Regions from separate parts of the Rattus norvegicus genome. Here region 2 is linked to region 1. Evidence: chromatin contacts called from public Hi-C data. All regions are on one chromosome and are shown on one strand. The core of a region is the stretch at or near the end of the contact, and the rest is flanking DNA. Distances in the headings are between cores, read along the strand shown.

The links. A called contact is a pair of places that touch in the nucleus more often than the background predicts.
Region 2: a contact with region 1 is called in a Hi-C map of frontal cortex, with 2.2 times the contacts expected there. The contact joins the promoter of Nup35 here to the enhancer-like site in region 1. A contact is called at or near these places in 4 of 12 Hi-C or Micro-C datasets (the A7r5 cell line, the Rat2 cell line, Schwann cells and 1 more).

Annotation. Positions count from the first base shown.
Region 1 is chr3:85,674,283-85,677,127 of GRCr8, forward strand. Dnajc10 (DnaJ heat shock protein family (Hsp40) member C10) reads left to right here. Exons shown (of 23, transcript NM_001106486.2): 21 at 347-466; 22 at 1,740-1,844. Among named protein-coding and RNA genes, the nearest start is that of Dnajc10, 36 kb to the left of the region's middle. Within about 2 kb of position 1,414, at least 11 of the 93 cell types and tissues checked have an H3K27ac peak or open chromatin away from gene starts, as enhancers often do.
Region 2 is chr3:85,964,597-85,967,296 of GRCr8, forward strand. It overlaps Nup35 (nucleoporin 35), which reads left to right and starts at 1,311. Exons shown (of 9, transcript NM_001004229.1): 1 at 1,311-1,378. The coding sequence starts at 1,339. It also overlaps a transcript of Dusp19 not described here.

The DNA.
Region 1 (2,845 bases), core at 164-2,663:
GCTAGTTGAGAGTGCTGGTCTTCTCATACGATCACCCTCCTCCTCAGCTTCCTCCAGCTTTCCCCCAATTCAACCACAGGGCTCAGCAGCTTCTGTCCATTGGGTGGGTGTAAATATCTGCATCTGGCTCTTTGAGCTCTTGTTGGGTCTAGAAAAACTTTATATAAATATATAAAGATTAGAAATATATTGTGGGGGGTTGGGGATTTGGCTCAGTGGTAGAGAGAGCGCTTGCCTAGGAAGCACAAGGTCCTGGGTTCGATCCCCAGCCCCGAAAAAAAGAAAAAAAAAAGAAATATATTGTGGAAAAGTGGCAAGCTCTGTGAATTGTTGTTTTGTTTTTCAGATGATCAAAGGGAAAGTAAAAGCTGGGAAAGTGGACTGTCAGGCTTACCCCCAAACGTGCCAGAAAGCTGGCATCAGAGCCTACCCCAGTGTCAAACTGTACCTCTATGAAAGAGCAAAGGTGCGTGCAGTCTCTAACTCTGCCTTCCTCCAGTAGCCCAGCCCAGAATGGTGTGTGGGAGGAAGATTTTGTCTAGTTTCCGGTTTCTCCCTTCATCTTCTAAAAATATGTCTTACTGAGATGTCGTCTTTTCTGGTATACCAAAGGATCTTAAAAGACTTTCTGGTCTGTGTGCTCTCAGTTGCCTTATAGACTTTGTGCTCCATGAACAGGAAGAAACAAAACCAAACATTAGTACACATTGTGTCTATGAATTCAAAGTTCTATGCAATTTTATATATTTTCTATTTTTTAATATAATAATGCTTTTTAAATGTTCCCTTCTAAAAAAAGTTGAAAGACATTAGTTTATAAATACTTTGAAATACACTTAGTAACAGCATTTTTGAGGGATGCTTACTAAGGGCTTAGATTATAAGTGGGGACTTTTGCTTTGGGTAAAATTGTTTGGGGGCCCTACTACTGATATGCCCTTTTCATGGTTTTTTTGGTTTTTTATTTGTTTGTTTATTTGTTTGTTGGTTGTTGGTTGGGTTTGGTTTTTGTTTGTGTTAGGTAACTTGCTTTGAGGAGCTGGCTGGCATTGGCCTCTCAGATATATCCACCTGCCTCTGAGTATTAGGATTTCATGCTTTACAGTGCCTGGCTCTGTTAGATTTTTCAATGAAAGAAACCAGAGCTCTACCAAGGTCTCAGTCAGCCAGGGTCTGTGATCACTGGTTCAAAAGTGGCATCTTTCAGCTGATACAGTTGTTAACAGAAAGCACATCAGATCTGTCCAGTCCTCCCAGGTACAATACAATGCTTTTGAACAGATCTAAGATATCTTAGCATGAATATTGACCCTTTTAAGAGAAATGAAGACACATTTTGCCTACTAAAATATTTTGTAAGAAAAGAACTGGGACGTGAGCTGATGGCATCCTTTCCTTCATGGCGTTCTTTAGTACTTTGTAGTACTAAAGGCTAAACACACAAGGGCAATGCTCTACTGCCAAGCACCCCACGTCAGTCTGGTACACACATGCACCCCACCACAGAGAATCTTTGAAACAGTGATGCGTTTTCCCAGAGACCGTTTTGTGAACATGCAGTATCATTCTTTCTAGTGTGGGTTAGCTACTTTCGTAGCATTATGCACTTGAAGAAACAGGAAATTTAAACGGCTTTGGAACAAAAGAACTTTAAGGCCTAAGTAAGCAAGCTTCTTGTGTGGAAATGTCATGTTTTGATTAAAATATCTAAAAGATAACATGAGTGTTTTTAATTTTAGAAAAGTATTTGGGAAGAGCAAATAAATTCCAGAGATGCAAAAACTATTGCTGCCTTAATTTATGGAAAATTGGAAACGTTCCAAAGCCAAGTAAAGAGAAATAAGGTGAGAGCCAAGCCTACAAGTGAGTGGCAGGCTGCCAAGATAATGTTCTCAGTGTGCATTCCATGCAAAAATGAATATTCAGAGACATTCTCACTTTGGAGAAATACAGCAGCCAACGTGATAGACTCTAGATAATGGAATGCTTGGAAATTTGTGTACTCACCAGTTAACAAAAAAAAACCCTTAGACTCCAGTGTATAGAGCAGCATCACTCATACAGCAAAATAGGGAAAGACAGCCACCCACCAACGGAGTGGATAAGCAAAAGTGGTGCACTGATACTGTGGAGTCTTGTTAAGGTAAAAAGCGAAAGCATCCATACTGCACGGTAAAGTTTTAGGAAAAAAAGCTTAGTAAACCGGGCAGTGGTGTACACCCTGGTCTACAGAGCAAGTTCCAGGATAGCCAGGTATTATACTGAGAAACCCAGTCTTAGAAACGAAAAAAGAAAAAAGAAAAAGAAGAAGAAGGAAAAGAAAGGAAGGAGGGAAGGGAGGGAGGAAGGAAGGAAGGGAGGGAGGAAGGAAGGGAGGGAGGGAGGGAGGGAGGGAGGGAGGGAGGGAGGGAGGGAGGGAGGAAATGTGCTTAATGGAATGGAGCTAGTCACAAAGACCACATAGAGCATGGTTCTATACATGTAAAATGTTAGAAGGCAGGTTAGTGGGTGCCAAGACAGGGTGAGGCTGGAAACGGCAGTGACTACTTAAGAGTGTGAAGGAGTCTGGCTCTGAAGTACAGGAAATGTTGTGAAAGTAGGTGTATAACTCTGAGTCTCCCCGGGGCTTGTACTGTGCATTTTCTAGCTTTAGTAGTGAAATACGCGAGCTGGGTTTGGTGGTGCACATCTTTAATGTCAGCACTTGGAGGTAGAGACGGGCGTGAGTTTGATGCTAGCCTGGTCTGTGTACTAAGTTCCAAACTAGGCAGGAGTACTGTCTCCAAAATATTTTCTTAAAAGAAAATATACGGTAATGTAATTTAAAATAGTGGTGTGGTTAATA
Region 2 (2,700 bases), core at 61-2,560, 290 kb after region 1:
ACTTGCCTCTGCTTCCTGAGTGCTGGGATTAAAGGTACATAGCATTGCACTCAGCACATTTTTTTTCCTTAAAGTAAACTGAACTTGTAAATGGTTCTAAAATTTTAACTCTGGCTGGGTGGTGGTGGTACACACCTTTAATTCCAGCACTCTGGAGGCAGAGTCAGGGAGGCCAGCCTGGTGTACTAGTGAGTTCCAGGATAGCCAGGACTATGGGGAGAAAACAGGTCTCGACAAAAACCAAACCAAACCAAACAAAATAAAATTGATTTCTTGGAATCTGTCCTTTAATTTGGAATCATTATTGAGACGAGGTGACAGGCAGATCTGACCTGATGGCAGTGTTGCGGTATGGCCTGTCCAGGAAGAAACTGCTATCTCCCAATCATTACTGACACTTTCCCAAGAGTGGTCAAGCTTGTGTAACAATTTATACCTGACTCCCTTGTGGTAACTAATAAATTTAATACAGTATCAGGCTTAAGGCTATTGACTTTTGCCTTTTAACTTAATATAATTCAATTGAAATAGAATTCTCTGTGTAACCCTGGCTGTCTTGGAACACCCCCCCCCCCCCGTAGACCTTGCTGGCCTTGAACTCAGATGCCTGCCTCTGCATCCCAAGTGTTCTGATTAAAGGTGTGTGCCCCACTACCCAGCCAAAACTAAATGTATTTTAACACACATAAAGTACATGCATGGACTCTAAGGAAAGATAGCAGAGTGAAGATGTCATAGCAGAGTGAAGCACAGGGATGTCATGGGCAGAATGGCATGTGGCGCCTGGGTTTTTTAATCCTTTTTTAAAAAATCAATTTAAATTTATATTTATTTGATGTAATAAACCTTGATTATGCTTTAATGTAAAATTACTCTCACATAACACCATTTAAAAGAAATGACATATAGATGATGGAAAAAATACTTTGTGAAACAAACGTCCTATATCAAGTGCAGGAATCAAGTTGAAAAGGAATATATGGTTTCATTAAACCTACTTTAACAGGTTAGGGAAGTCGATGCAAAAATCGCACTAATTATCAAGAGAGCAAGGGAATCTCTTTGTATGAAGCATAAACAACATTTCAGGAGGCTTGCCATTTTTAGAACCAGAGATCCCACGTTGTTCCCCGCATCTTCATAAAATGTTCCTTAGAATCCCAGATAGGGTATAGAAGTTTGCCCTCTTCCAAAATGGCTGAAACGCCTACACCCTCCGCAAAGAGCATGGTCGGAAGTTACGCAACCCATAAGGCCGCGCGGCTCTTACGGTAAGAAGAGTTTCCGCCATTTTTGAAAACTGGGAAGATCCTTGCTGGAGTGGTGGCGGCCGTTGCGATGGCAGCGTTTGCGGTGGATCCCCAGGCGCCCACGCTGGGTGAGTGAACCGCGGCCTCTCCCGTGGCACAATTAGTGCGCTGTGGACCTGGAGGCGACCGCCACACGCTACGGAGGGAGCGGGGGCTGGGCACTGTGGCCGATGACATCTGGGCGGCAGTAGCCGGGATCCCTGCACTGCGCTCGGCTCTACTGTGGTCACCTGCCCCGTTCCCCGAAAGCGACCACGAGGATGGGCGGTGAACCTCTGGTCGCAGTGGTATCAGCTGCCGCGGGGCTACCTAAGTTTCTAGGTCCTGTTTTAACGTCACAAAAGAAATTTGTATATGAATGTATGACCTAGAATCAACCTGGCTCCTTCCACATCCTCCGCCCTTTACTTTGGAACGCAGCTCCATTGGGCTACTGTTGATTATAAATATTCATATCCATTATTGGGGAAACGTTCCGAGTATGCCGTATTTGGTAAAAACAAATTAACGTGTTGACACTCCCCACTCCCGCTAAGTTTTGTGAGTAATGACAACGGTCATATTCTACAACAGAAAACAAAATAACCTGTCTACAGTTTCATAGACGTACCGTAGTATTAGTTTATAACTCTCTGAGCTGGTTAAAGAGAGCAAGCATTGTATATATTGTGCAGGATTAACTTTGTAGCTCCAAGTGGCATGTAATGTTTGCCACCTTTTGGGTAAAAGTTGTTTTAAGAATAGCGTAACTTTGCTGGGCGGTTGTGGTGCACTTGGGAGGCAGCGGTAGGCAGATCTCTTGCATTCAAGGCTAGCCTGGTCTACAGAGTTCCTACCAAGAAACCTTGTATCCAAAACAAAACAAGAAGCCAAAAACAATAGGGAAAAAAGAATAATGTAACTTAATTTTTTTTAGTGCATTATAAAAACAGAACAAATAATGTTAATGATGTAGATACACTGTGGCATTAAAACTTGTTTTCAGGTTTTTGTTCTTATATTATTTAGAGATCAGGACATTTCATTAGCAGTTCTAGGTTTTTCTGTTCAACAATAACATTTTGGAGAGCATATTTTCCGGTGTAATAAATGTGAACAAACACATTCTTGTATATTACCTAGCGTAGAATTGACATTGTCTGACATTTACTGTTCAGAGTCACGTGTTGCACATTTTTCAGTTCTGACATCCTCTCAACACCTTACCAGCACACTGCTCTCTGAGTAGGACAGTGCAGGACTTACTACTTAGGGGCAGAGATTGAGAAATGGAATTTCAGACATGCAGGATGCAGTCATTAAGCCTTTATGTTCAATCATGAAGGGATGGTTAGTGACAGTCTGGCTTCCTACTTTATTACTGTGTATTTAGGTGACCTATTTTTTCTTG